Linked DNA regions of Mus musculus: region 2 is linked to region 1. Evidence: chromatin contacts called from public Hi-C data. All regions are on one chromosome and are shown on one strand. The core of a region is the stretch at or near the end of the contact, and the rest is flanking DNA. Distances in the headings are between cores, read along the strand shown. Region 1 has its middle 21 kb from the start of Nmd3. Region 2 has its middle 39 kb from the start of B3galnt1.

Region 1 (5,091 bases), core at 143-2,642:
AAGACAAGGAGGAGGAAGAGGAACAAAAAGATATATATATATATATATATATATATATATATATATATATAGAGAGAGAGAGAGAGAGAGAGAGAGAGAGAGAGAGAGAGAGAGAGAACATTGCGTGAGATCTCCATTACAGTTAGGAAACAGGAGCAAAGAGAGGTAAATGACAGAGACTAGAACCTAGCAAAGTGGCACATGCTAATAATGCTAGCACTTAGAAATGATCAGTAAGAAACAGGGAGCCAGGAAATTAAAAAGAGATAAGAGAAATGAAATGCTGGCCACAAGAGTCAGGAAAACTAGAAAACTTAGATGTTTGAATAAGTCAATAGTGTGTTGCTATGCTGAATTCCACACCCCTAAGCCCCTTACCCCATAAAAACCCCTAGCTTTCTAGCCTCGTAGCTGACATCCGTTATCTCCTGTGTGGGATGCATGTCGGCCCGGAGCTCCGTCATTAAACGACCTCATGTAATTACATCAAGATGGTCCTTCGTGATTTTTTTTGGGTTCAAGCTGAATCAGGAATTGAGTGGGGGTTTCCCCACTAGGTTCTATCACTCCTAAGTATGGTAGAGAAAAGGTTATTCTAGATAAAAGGGAGACATAGCCAGAGGCAGACATATCTGGGAAATTCCAATGTGGATATGACCAGGCTGAACTGGGCCATGTGAGGAGAAGGGGAGGGAAGGGAAAGGGGTGAGGGGTAAAGCAGGTGCAGGAGTCAAGAGGCCAAAAGCACACACACACACACACAAAGAGCGAATAACCAAAGTGTCTGGATTTTATAGGGAAGGGCACTCTTTTTTAAAAAACATTTATTTATTTATTATATGTAGGTACACTGTAGCTGTCTTCAGACACTCCAGAAGAGAACATCAGATTTTGTTACGGATGGTTGTGAGCCACCATGTGGTTGCTGGGATTTGAACTCAGGATCTTTGGAAGAGCAGTCATCGCTCTTAACCACTGAGCCATCTCATCAGCCCCCGGGAAGGGCATTCTTAAAGACAAAGGCCACAATTTACTCTTGAGAGATCGGGGTTCTGAAGGTGTGATAGAATTGCAAAAGGTCTTTCACATTTCTGCAATTTCTGATATTGTCTTACCAGCCTTAGTCTGCTCAAAGAGCTGACCTCAGACCAAAGACGAAGTCCTCAGCTGCTACAAAACATCTGTCCTTTTCCCTTTGAAAGGTCCTGGGAAACAGAGATGACCGTCACCCCTGCTCCAGCTTCTTAAATATAAGTGAATCCCACCAGGGGCTAGATAGGACCCATTCTTTTCTTGGTCTTCCTTAAAATATCAGTAAACATCTTGTGTCTTGGGCTGTGAGTCCAGTCATGCACACACATAATGATGTTTCAGTCAGCAGTAGACTGTGTGTCTAACAGTGATCTCACAATATTTAGTTACCTAATAATGCAGTAGCGGTCTTAATCAGATAAGTACAGCCTGCAACTTTTGCAGAGAAGAAAAGGAGAAATGTGATCATTTCCCCACCTACAACACACACACACACACACACACACACACAGAGAGAGAGAGAGAGAGAGAGACAGAGACAGAGACAGAGACAGAGACAGAGACAGAGACAGAGAAACAGAGAAACAGAGACAGACAAAAAGAGGGAGATAGAGAGAGAATTTAACCTTAGTGAATTGGCCCTGAAGAATACCTGCCTGGTGATTAACAGAAGCAAAGACAGGTTGTTTTATTTATGTGCCTGGAAATACACAGCCGACAGTTGGAGCAAAGATGGCATTTATTGCACTTTAGTGGGCAGGTCTGCACAGTTCTAGCGGCTTCTTGCAGCCTGATGCAAATGCACAGTTTCCCTTCTGATTTGGAAACTCCCCTAGAGAGAGGTTTACAGCTGCTGAATTTGTGCCTCCCCCAAAGAAATCAAGAAACGCCCTTCGAGGAAGTTGAGAGAAAGCTTGAGTAATGGGGCATTTGACTTTAGGGAAATAGCTACCTCCAGAAAGCTAAAGATCAGCTTAGACTTCTTTCTGCATCTCTGCAATTCAAAAGCTTTCAGTTTAAAGTAATCTAGTCCCTGGGGCTTAACGACTTGAGCCCATAGAACAAATGTACAATATGCAGCTTAGTGGGAGAAAAGGTACATTTATTTGCAATTGTACAATAGTCAAACTGTGGAGACTCAAAGATAGCCCAGGTGGTTAAAGCTTAAACATACAAGGAACAGAGCCATGAGGTTTGTAGGCAATTGTAGAGAGGGGGGGGGGCTGGTTTTTAAAGGAGGTAAGCAGAACTGAAAAATAGACAATGGTCCTAGACAAAGGTCACCTAGGTCGCAGACAGTGTGTTGCCAGCTCCGGTCTCCTTGTAAATTATTCTTGTGGGAGATACAACATTTAAGTAGCTGTGGAAACCTTGGGGGAAGCATACTCTTATGCTGGGGAAAGGAAAAGATGCAAGAGATGCGGGCAGGATAGGAGAAGATCAGATTAGACGCTGGTTGCAAGCCTTCACAGTGGCAAGAGCTGTACTGTTAGGCACCATTTTCTGAACCCCAACAGCTGTGGTTTCTCCTGCTCCCCTCCCTCACTCCTGTCCACCTTCAGTTCAGACCCAGCCCAGCCTAACTTCTAAGATTAGATGAGATGGGGCATGATCAGGGGGTATAACTGGACTCTTTATATTCATGTATGTGCACTCGCATATATATATATATATATATATATATATATATATATGTATACATATACATATATAAATGAATATTATATATATGTATATATATATATATATGTATACATATACATATATAAATGAATATTATATATATGTATATATATATATATATATATATATGAAGAATGCACACATAGTTTGTGAACTGTTTTCTATCCCTACCGTATTTAATAATTTTACCCTAATAATCTAGTTGGTAGTTACTAAAAACAGTGTTGAGTCGTATTTACTAAGAACAGGGTTGAGTCTTTCAGATAACCACTTCAGCAGACTTCCCATCAATCCTATTCCTTTTTTCTACTCTACCATCTATTTTCTGATGTTGCTAATTGGTTCAATGATGCCTTCTACAGCTCTGTTCTCCTCCCCTTTCCAGCACAAGATCCCACTAGATTCAACTAGTATGCTATCTTTATTTATCATGGGTTTCTTTTGTCTAAATATGAAAAGTTTTCTTGGCTTTTATTGACTATGATGACATAGATTTTTGAGAAATTAACTTTTTTTTTAAAAGAAAGTTAGAACAGTCCTTATTTTGTGTCTGTCTGATCCCTTCTCCTGATTGCATTCAGAGTGGTCATTCTGAGCAGAATACTCCATAGGGGATGCTGTAGCCTGTGGGTATCACATCCAGAGAATAGTCCATAGGGGATGCTGTAGCCTGTGGGCATCACACCCTGAGGCATACATTCTGTGCCATCTCTCAGTTGTTACTTTAATCTTATGTTTGTGATTGCGGTTGTCTGAATTGTTTACACTGTAGCTACAAGAGGTTTGTTGCTGTTTGTTTCTAGTTAGCATGTAGAGTGATAGGTTCCATAAGAATTTTCATATATACTTGTTTTGTTTGACCGCTTGCCGTCTCCCTGACCTTCATCTCTGTTTAAGTTCTTCTACCCCCATCTCCCTGACCTTTAACCCTGTTTAAATCCTCCCACCTCCACCTCCTTGACCTTCATCCCTGTTTGAATCTTTCCACCTTCAGTATTGCCCTTCCACTTTAAAGTCGTATGCACTTCATTACTCTCCTGCCCTTATTCCTTAAAACTCTTTCCTTCCCTCTTCAGGGCCCCTTTCTGGTTCCATGACCTAACTCACTTCCACAGAAACACACATGCATAATGTTAGAAGCTAGGATGTGCATGTATCAAAGAATATGTGATACTTGTTTTTTTCTGGGTCACTTATTTCACTTCATCTATTTCTGAGTTCTATCCAGGTGTGGTTAGAAGGCACAATAACATTAAAGAAAAAAGTGGTTTTTCCCAGAGACCAAATGGTGTAAAGATGCCCCCTTGTGGAAGGTTAGGTTCTCTTTACAATCAAATGGAAAGAGTGAGAAACCTTTCTTTATAAAGTTCTTTGTTCTATAAGTGCTACATAAATCCATTTGTGATGGGAAGCTGTCGCCTTTGGTATGAACAACAGAACCAGTAATAAAATGAGGAATTAAGTTCCACACAGATATTTTTTTCTTAAAATATCCTATTAGATATATTTATTTTATTATTTTATGTGTCTGTGTGTTTGAGCTACACATATGTAAGTGCACCATATGTGTGCCTGGTACCAAGGAGCCCAGAAATGGGTGTTAAAATTCCCTGGGACTTGAATTACAAAGGTTGTGATCCACCATATGGTTACTGGGAATCAAACCTGGGTCCAGTGCAAAAGTACCAAGGTCTCTTAACTGCTGAACCAACCTTCCAGGCCCCAAGATTATCTATTCCTGAAAGAATTCTATTTATTTTAATTGCTTCAAGATGCATTAGCCTATAAAAAGAACATCTTGTAAGTTGTCCTGGCACCAAAATCTGTGGTTTTCTCTATTCAAAAATAGTATTTGTTGGGTTAGCATGATAGCTCAGGGGGTAAAGACATTTACTGCTAAGATTGAGGAACTGAGTTCAGTTCCAGGAAGCCACACAGTGCCCCCACACAAATAAATAAGTTTAAAAAGAAAAGAATATTGAATTTAAAAAATAGTATCTATGATTCAATCTACCTTTTCTGGTAAGCTTATATAAGTAAATATTGATATCCTATTGATAATCAGAATGTAGTGTTATCAGAATCTACTTAAAATGTAGATTTCTATTATTTTTAGATTTATTTATTTATTGTTTTATGTGCCTAAGTGCTTTACCTTAGTGTATATGTGTCTACGGTGTGTACCATGTGTGTGCTTTGTGCCCATGGAGGCCCGGAGAGATTATCAGGTCCCCTTAGACTGGAGTGACAGACAGTTGTGAGATGTCTTATGAATGCTGAGAATCAGACCTAGGTCCTCTGCAAGAATAGCAAGGGCTCTATCACTTATCCCAGTAACCAGCCCCCAGGTCTACGTTTATGAAAGAAACTGTTTTA
Region 2 (5,287 bases), core at 1,566-4,065, 140 kb before region 1:
TAATATTAACACACACTTATTATCTTTCCTCTCTTCACACCAGACTCTGTGAAATAATTTGCAATCTAGAATTCATACATCCTGAAATTCATATCCTATGTTAGCCCTTCTTTCATACACACACACACATATACACACACGCACGCGCACGGTTAAGTCTGGCAACTTATAAGGCTTGGCCATATTTCCCTAGACGTTATCCTCTGCCTTGTCAGTTTGTTTGTCTGTGGCTTTTTTTTAGGGGAGGGGGAAGAGATGGGCAGCTGTAACAAGTAGCCCAGATAGATCTATGGGTGAAACACAGAACAGAATAAATCTGGGATACAGTCATTAATTTACAACGGCATCCAATATTTTGAGGAATATGCCACCTATATTATAAAAAATAAAACTAAAGCTAAAAATAGCATCCATTAAACTAAGCTATAGATTGCAAAAGGGCAGGGACAGTTGCTCCGGTGGGGTCCATAGGTACATTTCTAACTGTCCCCTAATACAAACACATTTGCAGAGTCTTAGGACGCCACCGCTTTGTCCGTTATTTGTTCTGTTTACCACTGCTGAGCTGCAGACTGTTAGTCAAGTGTTATAATCATGCTGTCCGTTTGGTAACAACTGCACATCACTTGTACACTCTGAGTTAAGGTCACGGAGACGCACGTGTGCTGTTCGTCTCAACAAATCGTCACAGGCATGTTTGCTGCTCAGAATTTCACCAAGAAGCAAGCAGAAGGAATAGATCATATTCAGGGGTGTATTTTCATGTATTCTAGAAGTCTTGTATTGTTTAACCCCAGAATCTTGTATATTTGCCACATCTAAATACATATTGAAAACTTCCAAAGACCAGCATCCTTCGCCTTTGCACAAGCGGCTCATGTAATGGTTCTGGTAGCAGCTTGGGGCTAGCAGGTTTGGGGGAAGGGCAGGAAAATCTTCCTGATCCTCACAGTGCCTCTGCCCATGAGGATCTGTGTCTGCCACACATTATCACGACGTTCCCGACAATCCAGATGTTTAAATGGGAGAGCTTGCATTCTTTCAGACCATTTAATTAGCCCATTCATAATTTGAAGTGCGTTCCCACAGAAGCAAAGGGAGAAGCCTTGGTCCAGCACTGGGGTGATGGTGGGTAAGTGCGGAGAAACTGAAAGTGGGTTTCCAGATGCCTGTGCAGATGTGCTTTGGCTAGTAACTTCTGACTCGTGTAGGAAGCATGGTAGAGACAGGAGGTGCTATTCTTGAAGACATTTACTGAGTCTTTAAAAAGGAAGCCTCATTTTCAACAGTGAAAGCTGTAAATTGAGTCCCAACCCCCTTTTTTTCCAATGGAATCTGGGAGGGTGTGGTCTCACCTCTGCATGGCACCACCTTATTCTCTTCCTGCCCAAACCCTGGATGTGGCTTTTCTTAGAACATTTGCATTTTCAAAGGAATGTCCCTTTTTATACTTTTGAAAGATACTAACGGAGATGAAATGGTTTACACATGCTGGTAATTTTCCAGATGTCAGCTGTCAACAGGAAAGCAGTGACTGCCTGCTCGATAACAGGCAGTTCCACAGATGTCAACTGTGCAATACAAAGTCACACTGCTCTCATAATTTTTAATTAGCCTGATAGAAATCCCATGTCAATTTTAAGTTTGCCTCAACCTATGTAAGGACAAATAGAGACAGCTTAGAATAGTGCGCTTTTGTCCCGTGGAGAAGATCTAAACCATGGGACAGTAGACAATACTATCTGACAGGCACCAAGGCTGCACCCAGTAGTGTCTATCTTTCATCCAGATCCTTTTACCTTAAACTATAAAGTTGGAAAGATGCCAGGACTTCATTTCAGAGTGGTAGAGGGCTCCTAAGTCCTTAACTCCTACCGTGTTCTTTTAAAACTGTGCCTTTTTGAAAGAGATTGGGACTATCTTGCATCATTGGGATGTAGAGCATCTAGGGGCCAGGATGAGGGGGCAGAGCCACCCTAACGGAGGGACAATGGAACCTGCATTTGGTTAGAGTCTGATGATTCACATTGCTGGTCACTAGCTTTTACATGTTGCCTGTCTGGCTGTCCAGCTGTCCCTCTCGAGGTTCCTTGGCTGTTGGGCTTATCCCTGTTTCTATGTGAGCATCTTTTTGACAATGGATTGTCTAAAATAGAACACTGTGGTAATGCATGGCACCACTTTTTAGCATCTGTCCTGCCTCCTCACAGAAGGTAGTGAAAGAATGCCTGAAGTTGTCCCCGGCCTGGCAGGGACAGTGGGTATGCGTGGCCTCGACAGTGGTCTGGTGGAAGCCAGGTTTCCTGTCCTCCAAAGAGAGAGGACAAGAAGGAAAGGTCACCTTGTACTATGTGGTTGGGTTTTGTTTTGTTTCTTTTCTATTTTTGGTCCTAAGAGACTATAAATCGTAATGCCCCAAGAGCAAACCCGGGACTGGGAGTGTTTATCATCCATCTCCTGACCATGTGAACAGCAAATTTGTCATTTGGAAAGCTAGCCTATTTCAGTAGTACAATTACTTAACTTCAAATGCAAGCAAACACTAAATGTCAGATTTTTTTAACAACAAAAAATGGTCTCTTAGCATTACACATTCCAAGTTCTAAACATATGATTCATGTTTTGTACTTTGAACAAGAATAGCAAAATCTATTTTCTGTATGAGGGGGGGAAAACTAAATATCAGCCATGGGATTTTTTTTAAACCAAAGAAGCAGTGGCTTTTAACTTCTGCCAGCCCCATCTTCTTCCCTACACTATTGAGCCCCGCTGGGTTACACTCATCGGCTTACTCATCGGAACAGCACCTCACAGGAATACGGAGTCAGCGTTTACAGAAGAACCCTCACTAGTTTCTGATACGATCAAGGCCAGGGGCGGGGCATAATACAGAAAGGAGGAAGAGGAAGGGAAAGAAGGAAGGGACCACTGTCATAGCTGAGTAGTAGTTTCTGTGAATGGTAGCATAGCTCAGAGGTTCTGAGCTTGTCCTGAGCCATCACTGGACATGCTGGCTTTGTGTAAGTTCTTCTTAAATCCACTTGACATCACGACATTCTTTCCCTTGGCAGCGGGTCCTTCCTACGTAAAACATCAGAACAGGTTGTTTATCAGAAGATACCAAGATCCATAATGTATCAGCCAGGTTTAAAAACTCTTGACATGTTTAATGATGAACTCACAGGTCAACCAGGCTTTCTGACGTCAGTCCCCAAAACCCATCTGTAGATCAGAACCTTGCCGAAACCTCTGTGCACTAGGCGCTACTTAGGGCGTTTCATTTCTACTGTCCATACTTGTCTCTACGAGACATGAGAAAGTGCAAGGCTGCGAGAGGGGGTTGGGTAGAGCTCGGAGCAGGTACATGACATGTCATTTGGTCCCTTTGATGTGCTGGGTAGAGTTGGCGTTGTAGAGACCGCTGTGTTCATGCAATCACTAATTCTATGTTGTATACAAATAAACAGCTAAAAGAGAAAAAGTAAACCCATTAAAGCTATTAAACTATATGTTCCTACTATTCTTTTCCTTGAACTAAACTCATTTCTCTTCTGAAGTCTGTTTGGAAGACACGTGGTTTTGAGTTTTGATGGCTTGGGATTCTGCTCCGATGGCAGAAAATCACAGCTGGAAGACACCTAAACATAGTCGAAGCCAGAGGGAGGAACTGGTGGCAGTTTGGATCAGGATCAGTGCCTGGCACTGATTTAAAAAAAAAAAAAAAAAAAGCAAGTTTTTCAATGCATACAAATGTATGTAACATAGTGCTTATTCTTAACACAGCTTTAATGATCAATATTAGATTTAAAAAAAAGGGTGATATCAGTAACAGATATATCCAGATTAGACATCATGGCATGACACAACCTAGAATATTACAGACCTGAATATCCATCTGCAAAGATTTTCACAAGATGCATGGGAACACTGAAACAGACATTGTCAGACATTGTGTGCATATGTGTGATGCTGTTTCTAAGGATTCTGGAGATTCAGTGCTCAAATATGAACAGAACCTGGAGTCTAAATAGATCTCAGCCACTAAGTTGCTGATTGTAGAATTGAGTATAACATATTATGGACATAGAGCATAAAATTGTAGCCAGCCTCTGATCGCTTTCCTCTTTTTTTCATTAAAAACATGAGGCAGACACATCAGTTCACACTAGTAATCCTGGCACTCAAAAAATTTGGCCAGAAGAATCATAAATTCAAGGCAAATCAGCTACCTGGCAAACTCTTCTCAATAGTAGATATTACACAATAGAAACTGCATTCCTAAATCCTGGCCTATCACTTTAAGGAGGATTTTTTTTTTCTAACAAATGAAAAGTCTGATATATCTTTGTCACTTGGGTTGGAATAAATTTGACAAGCTTTCTTATCCAACTCCAATGGACTTGCTGGTTGCCCACTAAGGTAAGACTGTAAGCAACTAGGAAACTGAGCAAAATACACTAGGAAACTGTTTCTAGGAAGTCTGAGGCAGCCTTCCTGGGAGGAAGGAAGGGCTCACAAGCTCTCCCATGATCATCACACTTCAGGACAGCAGGCTGGAGTCCAAGTGGAGAGGATGCGATGGCAGTCTGTGTGGACCAGGGTAGCAGAGATTAGAATTTACAGAAATGGAGCAGGGGTCAAAAGGCCACGTCCCTTGTGAGTCTTCAGCTTTGCCGCACAGGGTGGGGGTTGGCGAAGCCGCAGAAGGCTTAAGTAGCTGCTATGGGGCTGAGAGCATGAGAGACACAGAGAGGTCAAGCATTGCTAAGAATTCTCAGGTTCTGATCACATACAGTGGAGAGACCGCTCTAAACCATTGCTAATTTCTAGATACCATGCTTCAGAAACATGGACCACCCTCTAAGCTAGGGCCCACTGCAGACTTGGTCTACATGTGCTTCAGACTAACCTCTGAGAAGAGCTACAAAAGAGACAACGTTTTAAAAGTTGAATCCTAGCAAGTCCAAGAAATTTGGGAAATCTCTAGGCTTCCACTGGTTGGCATAAGTAACCCTTAAAACTCTCCATTATGTCAAAACACACAGAAAACATCCAAGCTCAAGATAATCATCGAATGACTGAGCTACTGCCTAGAGCTAAAACCTGAAAACTACTCAGAGGAAGAAAGCAGTCCCCAGTAGTTATGTGTCTATAACTTCACTCCCATGGTTCATGACAATGAACATCAACAAATCATCACATGTAAAGAAGAGAATGTGAGTGATAGTGAAGAAACACAGGAACCAGGAACAACCAATCCCCAGCACCTACAAGGTGCACTTTGAAG

Evidence for each region. A called contact is a pair of places that touch in the nucleus more often than the background predicts.
Region 2: a contact with region 1 is called in a Hi-C map of bone marrow-derived macrophages, with 38 read pairs. The contact joins two enhancer-like sites. A contact is called at or near these places in 1 of 15 datasets of contacts at CTCF or cohesin (the NIH/3T3 cell line), 9 of 484 Hi-C or Micro-C datasets (the G1E-ER4 cell line, bone marrow-derived macrophages, embryonic stem cells and 3 more), 1 of 115 datasets of contacts at active chromatin or transcription factors (cardiomyocytes) and 2 of 9 other capture datasets (adipose tissue and liver).

What each region holds. Positions count from the first base shown.
Region 1 is chr3:69,698,094-69,703,184 of GRCm38.p6, forward strand. No RefSeq gene overlaps it. Among named protein-coding and RNA genes, the nearest start is that of Nmd3, 21 kb to the right of the region's middle. Within about 2 kb of position 1,393, at least 45 of the 459 cell types and tissues checked have an H3K27ac peak or open chromatin away from gene starts, as enhancers often do. A contact at or near this core is called in adipose tissue and bone marrow-derived macrophages, where this site is marked.
Region 2 is chr3:69,557,281-69,562,567 of GRCm38.p6, forward strand. It overlaps a transcript of Ppm1l not described here. Among named protein-coding and RNA genes, the nearest start is that of B3galnt1, 39 kb to the right of the region's middle. Within about 2 kb of position 2,816, at least 23 of the 459 cell types and tissues checked have an H3K27ac peak or open chromatin away from gene starts, as enhancers often do. A contact at or near this core is called in adipose tissue and bone marrow-derived macrophages, where this site is marked.